2 separate regions of the Mus musculus genome follow, and region 1 is linked to region 2. A link is a contact called in public Hi-C data. All regions are on one chromosome and are shown on one strand. Each heading gives the region's core, a stretch centred on a gene start, on an enhancer-like site or on the middle of the called end of the contact. The rest is flanking DNA. Distances are from core to core; before and after follow the strand shown. Region 1 has its middle 6.5 kb from the start of Gm36356. Region 2 has its middle 17 kb from the start of 1700120G07Rik.

The links. Hi-C and Micro-C count contacts between places; a contact is called where the count stands out from the background.
Region 1: a contact with region 2 is called in a Hi-C map of pancreatic cancer cells, with 2.7 times the contacts expected there. The contact joins two enhancer-like sites. A contact is called at or near these places in 5 of 484 Hi-C or Micro-C datasets (cerebellar granule neurons, embryonic fibroblasts, macrophages and 2 more), 1 of 115 datasets of contacts at active chromatin or transcription factors (embryonic stem cells) and 1 of 9 other capture datasets (embryonic stem cells).

What each region holds. Positions count from the first base shown.
Region 1 is chr7:135,476,424-135,482,422 of GRCm38.p6, reverse strand. No RefSeq gene overlaps it. Among named protein-coding and RNA genes, the nearest start is that of Gm36356, 6.5 kb to the left of the region's middle. Within about 2 kb of position 2,917, at least 55 of the 459 cell types and tissues checked have an H3K27ac peak or open chromatin away from gene starts, as enhancers often do. A contact at or near this core is called in pancreatic cancer cells, where this site is marked.
Region 2 is chr7:135,210,615-135,216,296 of GRCm38.p6, reverse strand. No RefSeq gene overlaps it. Among named protein-coding and RNA genes, the nearest start is that of 1700120G07Rik, 17 kb to the right of the region's middle. Within about 2 kb of position 3,611, at least 53 of the 459 cell types and tissues checked have an H3K27ac peak or open chromatin away from gene starts, as enhancers often do. A contact at or near this core is called in pancreatic cancer cells, where this site is marked.

The sequences.
Region 1 (5,999 bases), core at 1,668-4,167, 270 kb before region 2:
CTGAAGAGGTACATTGTTCTCACAAGGTTTCACAGACATCTAGGAATGGAAGAGAAAGGAGGAGATGAGGCGGCTTGGTGAGAGCTCTGTGAATCAGGGCCGTCCTTCAGGGAAGGATGTGGCCAGATAAACTTGAAGAATCTCAGGGGTCATACTTGAATTTACCTCCTGGACCTTTCCATCTGACTTGCCTGACTCACAGTGAACCCATGACCCACCAGTATCTACCTCGCTGGTGTTGGGTCCATGTATACGTGTCACCATCTTTTTCACACAGTTCACTCTTCTCCTTTGCCTTCTCAAGGGTTCATGGCCAGCACACGACCACTGCACAGACGCTGGGGTTTGTGTCCCACTCCCAGTTGACCTTCTTGGTTTGAAAGCCACTGGCCTTCGTTGGCGCCAGTCGCATGAGTTTTGCCTTTTGCGAAGAGCATGCCGGCAAATGCAATGTTCTCTGGCCTCTTCTGAGGGCAATTTGCCTGAACGTGGTCAACCAGTGGGGCTGCTGACCTTGAACTCAGGCACATTTACCCGGAATGCAGACAAGACGACCAGGGTTCCTTCCATCTCCAGTACCTGTGTGGAAAAGATGGTGACACGGATACATGGACCCAACACCAGCGAGGTAGATACTGGTGGGTAACTGGGTTCACTGGTGAGTCAGGCAAGTCAGATGGAAGGTCCAGGCCAATGGGAAACCCTATTTTGAAATTCAAGGTGGAGGGACTCTTGATTCCTCAGCTCAGATTGATTCCTGGCTACTCCATGAAGGCTCCCCCACACTTGCGCGCGCACACACACTTATAATACATACAAACTACACATACATATGCACACACAAAAACACTTACTGGCAGTAGGTGTGCTGTCTACCAAAGCAATCTGCATGGCAGTGCCACCTTTCACCCTCCAGGCTTTATGGAAACTCCTTCCCCTGCTAATCCTTCAGGGGCGACTTTAGTTACACATCAGGGTGTGAAGCAATCTCAGCCTTACTCTGTGGAATGGTTTCTTCCCCGACTCGATGAACAGCTGCACTTAAGAGACAGATGGCTCCCGAAGATGGGGAGATTCTTTCCCACATCCCTATCGACCTGTGCTCGTTGATTTACCCGGCTGCTTGGTGAAAGGCCACACTGTCAGACCTTAAATCAGCTCACAGTGACACCTGCCAGCCCCCCTCATCTGTCTTCATCTGTCACTGGTGAGTTCTGGAAAAGGCAGTTGTTCCTGTTGGTCCCTACTGGATGGGTGCTTCTCTGAAGCCTCCACACGGTTCTGTGATGCTCTCTCCTCAGGCTGCTACCTGGCTGACAAGAAATAGGCTTATCTTTGCTGCGTGGGTGAGACAGAAACAGTGCTGTTTGCACCTGAAATCTCTCCTCCCTCACTTCTAATCTTTAGGGGGGAAACTGACATTCCTGTTACAGAGTAAAAGACCGGGGGGGGGCATTTTAAAGGTATTTTACTTTATGTTTGAGATGATCCCAGCTAATTTGTTTGAAAAGTGTAAGCAGCAAATTGTTATTTGCTCTCTGTCTCTGTGTCTGCCTTTGCCTCTGTCTCTGTTTGTATCTGTCTGTCTGTCTGTCTGTCTGTCTGTCTCTGTCTCTCTGTCTCTGTCTCTGTCTCTCTCTCTCTCTCTCTCTCTCTGTGTGTGTGTGTGTGTGTGTAGATCAAATGTCTTTCTTAATCATTTCTCCACATTAGTTTTGGGAGACAGGGTGGCTGACTTACCAACAAGCCCTGGACACATCTGTCTCTGCTTCCCCAGCTCTAGGTTCCAGATGTGTTATTATTATTACTATTACTATTATTATTATTACCTGTGTGTTGGGTCATCTTACTTTCAAAACAAGCACATTACTGCTGGGGCCATCTCTCCAGCCCCACGAAGTGAACACTTAGACCCTCACGGTCTCCAGAGCACTAATCTCCATTTTCTGGAGCATTGTATTAGTAAAATTTCTTAGCCCAGACTCTGTTCTCAGCAGCCTCCTGTCACAGGGGAAGGACCTCGGGGACAATGGCAGAGATACTCAGCAGGCAAAGGCGGGCACTAAAATGTGTCCTTTTTCAGGATGATGGGACCATCTTTAGCGTTAGGAAATGAATGCGAACACTTCGAAGGTGACAGTTCATGAGCTGAGTGATGCTTTGAAACAGACCCAGAGGTAGTGTCCCACATGTGCACTGTTCTCAGAGAGGCTGCTGGGGCAGGTAGGGGGAGGAGGAGAGAGCATGTGACAGTCAAGGGGAGGCGCTGGTGTGGCACAGGCCCCGCTGGTGTGGTGCGGGTCCGCTGGCTCTGGCTCTGTTGCTTGCTTCTCTTCCTATAAGATGTGGACTGGGCAGACCCCTTAGTGCTGTATTTTCCAACCAGAGGCCAGGACAGCTCTGCCAAGAGACTGTCACCACCAAGACACCACTTTCCCTTTGCAGTGAAGTTACATACCCTCCTTTAAGTTAGACTCTAAAGTCTAAAAGAGGGTGTTTACATTCCAAAAGCGACAGTGACCTCTCCACCCTAGAGGCACATTCACCTGTACACCACCAGAGGGATTTCCTGGGGTGCCTGCCTTCAGCGTCTGCCCTCTAAGAAAAGAGTCCTGGGAAGGAACAAACCGACTCTCCCTTGGAAGGGGCGTTTTGGCAAGTGTCCAAGGATAGCTCTGCCTGCCATTTCAACAGGATAACTTCATCAGCATTTCTCCAGCACAGCTTTGAGGGTTTGAAAAGCTTGTTAACAAAGAGAGAGAAGGAGAAAGGGAAGGGAGGGTGAAGGCCTTTCCTGTTGTATCACTTTAAACAGAAAAACAGAATTCGGCGGGCGTGGCGGTACACATCTACAATACCAGCATTCAGAAAGCGGAGGAGGCAGGAGGACCACTAATTTGAAGCATGGTTTGGCTACGCAGCAAAACTCTGACTCAAAATAGTAGACAAAACAAAAGCAAGGGCTGAGAAGATGACTCAGCAAAGTGCTTCCCGTGCAAGCATAGGACCTTGGCCTGATCCCAGGACCCATACACAAAGTTAGGAGTAGTGGCCTAACCTAGTGTTAGGGAGTTGGAGCCAGGCAGAGCCCCACACAGATTCCCGGGACTCAGTGGCTCGTCAGTCTAGCCTACTTAACAAGCTTCAGGCCAGTGAGAAACCTGTCTCAGTAAAAGTTAGACAGATGAAAAATGATACCTGAGCTTATTCTGTCCTGGACACGCCCGCCCAACACACACACACACACACACACACACACACACACACACACACACACACCACATTTGTAGTCATATGAACATCCATACAAACTTAGAGAAGAAAAATAAGTCACCAAATCAGATCAGTCCAGCTGTGTTGCCACCAATAACACTAGATACCACCTGACAGTCTGCAGAGCCCAGAGGGGCTGAGGTGCTCCAAACTTTCTAACCTTAGAGCCAATTAGATCATTACGTTAGCTATGTTCAAATATCCTTGTCACTTCTACAAGGGAAATGACAGCCCTCTCCCTATTCATTTTTCTGAGCTCTTTCAGACATATGTGTGTGAGAGAGGCCTTAAATAAGGAGACATGTCACCGGATGCACAGACGTGGTTTTGTGACTTTGTTTGTGCTGAGACCTTGGGCATCCTGTGACACTCACCGTGTCAGAGACCATATGGCTGCAAGGAAAAATTAGGCTAAATTAGTAAAAGGACAAATTTTGTCATCTGTCAAACCATATTTCATCTTGTATCATGATCACAACTCTAGAGTTTCAGTGTCTCACCCAAAACACTTCAAAAACCAAAAAACCAAAAAACCAAAAAACCAAAAACCAAAAAGAGGACAAGGCTGCAAAAACCAGACAAGACAGCTCGGACTTGGCGTTCCTGTTTTTGTTCTGCACATGAGAGCAGAGGGCGGTCTCCCTTCTGTCTTCACCCCTGTGCCCCAGGAACATCTCCAGCCTCCTGCCAATTTTTAAGGACTCTGGATGTCTCCAAAGTCCTTTTTGGCATCATCCAAAAGAGCTTAGCTCGGGGTTTCTACCGAGACGTTGACTGTGAGTGATCAGATACTATGATGGTGTGTAGATGTGTGTCCCCGTAGCATCTCCACTAATAAAGCAACAAGAAACTGCTTTGCCAGATCTGTCAGCTGCCTGCCATCACCTTTGTAGCCAATGACAACCACGTGAGTGGGTTTTACAGAGGTTTCAAATGGTGGCCAGGGAGGCTGGCTGTAAATAGAAGATCTTGTTGGACAAAAGTCTATAGGTAGGTTTATAACTGGGTTCTAAGCCTTGATATCTGAGGCTAGATCATTCTCTGTTGTGGAACTATCTCCAGCACAACATCTTCAGACCATTCTCTGTTGTGAGGCTATCTCAAGCGCAGTATCTGCGTGTATGACCTCTGTCCACTCATCCCCTGTCCACTGCTTCCTCCTTTAGCTGTGGTGAGTAGATAGGTCTCCAGACATTGCCAAGTGACTCAGGTGATGACCCTGAGTGAGATCTATAGGTGTAGCTGTAGCATTTGTGTATACATGTGTGTGCACCCACATGTGTTGCTGGTGATGAGAGATCAGATTTAAATGTCCACTGGTGTCCCAGCTTCTCTCCTGAGATGAGGTGATTACCCATAGAGAAGTCTCTTTTTCTTGCAGCAACCTTAGGAAGATTCATCTCTTGTGCTCTTGAAGCCACAAGACTCACCCTTCCTGCACAGCTGCACCTTCTGCCTTGGAAGCCCCTCCCCCTTGGAAGCCCCTCCCCCGACTTGCACTGCCCAGGGCAACTCTGAAAATGGTGATGGGCATTGACAAAAGAAGACAGGTGAGCCCTGGAGTGCAGAGGGACTTTCCCAGGACCCCGGGTCTCCACCTGGGGCCCTGAACCAACTCATCTGGTCATTTCTGTAGCTTCACTTTGTTGATTGTTGAAGAATGCGCCTGGGGACACTGGCTTCTTCCTGTGCACTCTCTGGAAAGGGAGTGCTTCTTGAATTCCTCAGGGGAGGGGGCAGCCTGGTCCTAATTACAGACCTAGCAAGGGCCCACGGCAGGTTTCTTTAGAGTCAGAGGTGGAGACCTAGGGGCTCCAGGCTCTTAGAGCCAAGCATGCTCACAAGCCCGTGCATCCAGTCACCATATCCTCACTCCAGACACCGTCCCAGAAGCTGGAGGGAATCAAGTCAGTGTCTCACTCAGTGTTTCAGCTCTCCGCAGACTGGATGGGATGGATGGTTTGTCTCTCTTCCAACTGCTAATTCCCTTCTGGCCAGTGGCCCTGACCCTCTTGATCTCTGGCCTTTTAGCTTGGCCTGAGCATGCTTATTCACCTCAAGGAGGGCATCTCAGGGTAAAAATACCATGGCATCTGCCTACCCAGGGGCTGGCCCTTCCCTCCCACAAACTCAAAAAACCAGAACCATCTACAGTTAAAGAAAGAATACAATGAAGGAAGTAAGAAAGACATCAGCTAAAGGCACTTGCCACCAAGAGGCTCTGACATACACAGACAGACAGACAGACAGACAGACACACACACACACACACACACACACTAAATATGTGAAATACATTTTTGAAGAGGTATGGGGAGTCCTGAGCAGTTGCAAACAGTACCTGCTCACAGAAGTGAGACCTAGGTTTGAGACCCAGTAGGGACTCAGGCTGATGATGTACAGCTAGGGGGTGGGGTGTGGGAGGAAGTGAGCTGGCAGGCTCAGATAGATCTCAGGCATTCTCATTGATCCATCTCCTTCCTGCTACAATTCATGTACCACCTGCTCTGCACCAGGTGCCAGACTCAAAGTGCAGGAGAGAAAATCCTTCTCTTCAGGAGCCTGAGGCTGAGTGAAGCAGGTGGACAGACCAGCATCACCCCTGTGGCCTTACGTGGCCCCTGGGGAGGTGGTAACATGGCTTCTTTCCTCTAAGGAACCTTCCTGAGGGTAGACACCACAGTGAGCCTGTTTGTGACTGAGGGACAAGTGGGAGAAGAAGGAAC
Region 2 (5,682 bases), core at 2,362-4,861:
TTGAGTTCCTCTTTTGTGACTCCCATTGCAATTTTAATAACATTAATCTGCTTAGTGATTTAATTCTGACATTTATCCATTCAATGGCTTGATTTTTCTCTCCAGCCTTTTTCCTTGGTGCTTCCAGCTTGCTCACCGCCTTGCATTGTCTCATCTTATATGCTTTGGTATGCTTATTTCAGCATAAAAATACTGCCTTGTAGGTGGTTCAGTTAGAAACAGTGTTTACTACACAACCATGAGAACCAGGGTTTGAATCTTCTAAACCCACATAAAGGATAGGCAAGAAGAAGGGGCGCTTACAACTCAAGAACTCAGGATGTAGACATAGGAGATCCCTGCAACAATATGGCTGTTGCAGACCACTCAAAACAGTCAACTCTGGGTCCTCAATAAATGAAGTGTAGAGCTATGAAGACACCAAACATCAACTGCAGACCCCCCCCCCATGTGTGTGTGTGCACCTGCACACATGAGAACATGCCTATGTGTATGCATTCCACACATATATACAAAGACACAGACCAGACACACACCAAAAGAGACACATAGAAATACTACCTTTTCTTTTCTTCATCTGGAATTACACATTGTCTACAAACATCTGCTGGTTTAGGGCTCAGTTCTTTGGTGATGTGTTTTACCCCATATTTCATAGGGTGTATTTCCCTTATCATTTTATTTTGCAGGCTTACTATTGAGTCCTATTCAGATTCCTTTCTCATTGTACTTTATCTTGAATATGGTCCTTCCAACGCTAGGCATTGCCCAAAATACAGCACAGTGGGTGGGCCAGCAGTGCTGGACTAGAGACTGAATGCTGTGAGTGTGAAGCTGTGAGCTCTAGAGACGTGTCTCAGCTTTGGGCAGGCAGGAGGCATGCCTGGCTCACAAAGAGACCCAGCATGTGAAGGTCCTTCTGGTGTGAACTTGATGTTCAGACCTTGTCTTCTGACTGTGATCACCAGCTGCCAGGCTCATCCTCACCAACTGCCTCTCTTCTACCCTGGCACTCACTCAATAGACTTATTGCAAAGATGCTGTGTATGCATAGGCCTCAGGCACCTTAAAGGACATTCTGCAATGTCATGACACACTCAAGGACACTCTACCAAAGCCTATTATTTCATAGAACTTTCTTGCTGGGTCACTCGACACTGAAGAACTGGGTTCACCACCCAGCATCTGCAGAGTCCATGCCCTCTCTTGGCATCCACATTGTACTCTCCTGCTGCTAAACTAGCAAGCACACAGGCGCACATCTTTCCTAAGTATGCATTCTGGCAAGGAGGAAGCCCTCTCTTTGGAAAAACCTATTTTTTCCTCAATAAGGCAAGGCAACTCATGCTGAAACATGACTGGGGGTTCTTAATTAGCAGGCAAGGGATTCGTGTGCAGCAGCATAAAAATGGCACCTGGACTTTTGCCTCTGTTTGTCAAGGATGAGTGGCTGAGCAGGAGTCCCGGCCATTGATGGTCTTCCTGAGTTTCCACTTCTCTTAATTTCTGTAAGCCAAGGAAAGCAGGTCATCTCCTCTACTGCTATCTGTGGATCTTCCCATGCAGTCTCTGGAAACACCAGGGACCTGATGAGAGCCAGCTGTAGTGATGGCACGTGTGATTTTAACCTCCCCAATGGTAATTGGGGAACTTCCTTGACACATAGCATAATGACTGGGAATGATGGGTGTGGTAAATGATTACATGTTGGGGGCATCATCGGGAGTGCTTAGTGTCAAGATCTGCTTCCAGCTAATAGCCAATAGGGTATCAGGAAGTCAGTGAGAGCTAGACACTGGGTCAGGGTAGCACACTTCAAGGAAATTGATGCAGTATGAAATTCAAAATACAGCTACCAGCAAGAATTAAAAATGTATGACTCCAGTAAGCAGAAAGGACGATGGAGTTCAGAGTTCAAGTCAGAGTTCAGAGCTCAGGAACCACGTTCACAGACAGAAATAGAATAAACAGAAGCTGTGGTTATCCTGTGAGGCCATGATTTTCTTATCTCAATGCAAACCAGTTTCACCCGAGTTAAGGGATAATTATGGAGGGCTATACAAGAAATCAAATAGCTACAAGAAATATGAAAATGTGTCTATCTTCCACAGGAATCAGCTCCAGGCACTGAATCTAGAGGAGCCCATCTTCCCATCTATGGCATTGGCCTTGCTCATGCAACTTGCTTTGACTAACAAGGTGCCAATCAATAGAACATGAACGAAAGCTTTGTGTTGACGTGGCCTTTTTCACTGTGATTGAAAGCCATCCCCCATGTGTCCGGGGAGAAATAATCTGAAAAAAAAAATCAGAAGTCAGTCCATTAATAGGAGCCATGATCAGCTCAACCTGATTTATGGAGCCATCTGTCGCAGTCCCATCTTCATTTGTGAAAAACCCCAGTGTTTATTTCCAAGGATTTTCATGAGCAAACGTGAATCCAACGAAACATTCCGATATCCAGTCAAATGTGCTTTCTATTTTGCAATGGTTTTAGTCTTCATAAACATCCAAACCCTTAATTTTTACAAAAGTTTAGATTCTTTAGTGAGTTCTATCCTCATTTATTGTTTTTAGAATTTTTGATATGATGGGGCTGGAGCCTCAGCAGGTAAGAATGCAGATCTGATGCCCCCTTCTGCCCTTTGTGGTTACAGCAGGCTCTTGTGATATATACACAAGCCCACACATATAAGTAAAAGTAAATCTCTAAGAAAACTTAAAATTGTGGTAAAATACATCTTTTGTCAAATTATCCCCCTCAGTTCTTTTTAAAGTGTGGGGTTAGGTGACATAACATGCACTCCTATGGTGGAACAGCAATTACCATTGTCCATCAGAACTCTTAGCCTTGCAAACCTGAAAGGGTGTCCATCCCTGTCAAACAAAGCTCCTCCTTCCCCGGGCCTTGCCACCACCTGGAACCATTGTTCTAGTATCTGTCTCTATGACTGTGACTATGCTGAGGCCATCACACTGGTAAGCCGCCGATAGAACTTGCCTACTGCGAACAACTTATTTCAGTTAACACATGGCTCTCCTGTGGTGTACCAGAGGCCAAAATCAAGTTTACTTTTCAAAACTAATATCTCACTACACAGGTAACACTTTCTGTTTGTTTGTTTGTTTGTTTCATGCATTCAGTTGTCAGTGGGCACTGTGGTCATTTCTACTTCTTTGAAAAGATGTTATCTTCACTAGTATACAAATATCTATAAAGAATCTAATTTAGGGAGCTTTGTGGGGGACTATAGCTATATAGAGCCACTGTATCAAATGATAAGTCTATTTCTACTTAAAGCTCAGCCTTATTGCTTTGTAAGTTTTTTAAACTATCAACTTTTGGTGCGAATTGAACCCAGGCCCTTGGAAAGAGCAGCCAGTGCTCTTAACTACTGAGCCATCTTCTCAGCCTCAACCCTGTATATTTTAAATGAGCAGTTCACTCTTCAGCTCAGATAAGTTCACACCTCACTGTAGAGAGCTCTATCACTGCAGATAGCCACTCTGGTTTTGCCAGGAAGCTTTAAAGGTTCCTTTTAGAACCGTTTCTCTTCTGTGGCCTTTCCTGACTCACAGAGTAGGAATGTCTTGGCTCAGGCCCATGACCCCATGTCCAAGTGTGCTCATCCATTTTGCTCAGACATCAGATGTGTCGTACTGCCAGCTGTAAGCCCTTAGAGTGAGGGGGAGGAACTTCTTGATCTTTTCCTTTGTGTGTGTGTGTGTGTCTGTCTGTCTGTCTGTCTGTCTTAGAGTTTTTATTTGTTGTTGACTGCATTTTGTTTTCCTTTTTACAAAACTTCACAATTATTTACTTGTGGCGTGTGTGTGTGTGTGTGTGTGTGTGTGTGTGTGTGTGTGTTTGTGCGTTCATAGTCATTCATGCTATGGTGTACCTATGATGGAGGTCAGAGGACAACTTGCAAAGTCAGTTCTCATCTTCCTCTATGTGAGTCTCATGGATCAAACTCAGATAGTCAGGCTTGTTGGCGGTTGTCCTCCATCGATAGCTGACCCATCCCACCTGCTTTGTTTTAGGAGACAGGGTCTCTTTATGTACACCAGGCTCCCCTTGTATGCATTAGATAGCTGGTGATGACCCTGAGCTCCTGACTTTCCTGCACCGTCTCCCAAATGCTAGGATGACAGCTATGACTGCCATACCTCACTTCCTCTGCATCTCCAGCAGTCACCACAATCTCAGAACACTTTACTGACATGTATTGGGGGATTTCTGGTATGCATTAGCTTCATGTCTTCACGTCCCCTCAGACATTAGTCTGCTAGCATATAGACACTGCTTTTCACATGCAAAAGCAGCTCTCCCAAGGCTACTCTCTAGTTTATTCTCCTGATCCCCCAAACAAGGACTCAGGTGGCCAGTCCCTCCACATACGTCTTCTATGAAGTCCTCCCTCTCTTACCTCTTGTCCCAAGTCTCCACTCATAAGTTTGCTATGGGGTCCACCTACATCCAACATAACTCAAGCACCAGGTCAATTCAAATGACAAAAATTTATTGCAATCAAGCTGCTACTGATCAATCAGGGCTGCAGAATAGGCTTTGGAGCTAAACTACACACACACACACACACACACACACACACACACACACACACACCCCAAGCCAGGACATTACCAAGCTCTTAAGGTTGAAGACCACAAACATCTGTGCCAAGTTACAGTCATATTTTCCCACCAATCAGGATTTAGGGATAGAAGACTTCCTTGGGAATATGTCTTTGTGGTACACTTATCCTGTTGCCATTGTTGGGTTATTCAACTGTGGTGGGGCAATTTGCTTAGCATTCATGCTTCAACTTGCCAACCAGTATGGCAGTTACTCAGGGAGGTCTTAGGAAGCTAAATTTCATTTGACCCATATTCAAAATGGAAGATCTATTCAAAATGGCTTCAGTTTGGACCTTTTATTCAGTTTTTCATCACGGACCATTGATCCTTCATGGAGACCCTATGATTTATGTCCTTCTCTGCCAGCTTTTCCTGCAAGCTGGCAGTCATATGTCAATCACAGTTTTCAACATTTTACCCTGGAACTCCTTTGCGGGCCCTTATATCTGTGCACCATGCCTGGCCACTGTGCCCCAGGACTACTTTGTCTGGTGGCACAGCAGAGATCCTCGCCTTCATTCTTATTCAAGTCTCACCCTTTTCCTTTTATTATTATCCAGCACAGTGGTCACTGACACCTCTCTCCACAACAGCAATCATCCATGGGAAGCTTTGGCTTGTCTCCATGGGCTCCCAAGCTACTGATGCCTTTATTCTAATGTTGATCTGTGGCAAATCAGGCAAGAGCCATCCATTCTGTGGTTTCCAGTGGATCCTGCACCTGGCAGCACAGTGTGATTAGGCCAAGCTGCCCAAATATACCTATCTGATTTTATTTTTCTCTTGCAGACAGATAACTGATCTGTCAGTGAGCTGGCATATCAGTCCTAAGCTGGGTAATAGAATTAAGAATTAGGAAGACTATAAACGCCTGCTTCAGAGGCAACAGAGTGACCCAAATCACTCTCCTATCCTAAGAGGATGCTGGTGTTTAGTGGTACCAAAAGCAAGTGTGATAGTCTCCACTGTCAGTTTGTTGGGGTTTAGAGTCACTAGACCTAGAGGTGTGTCTATGAGAATATTTCCAAAGAAGCTTAACTGAGAGAG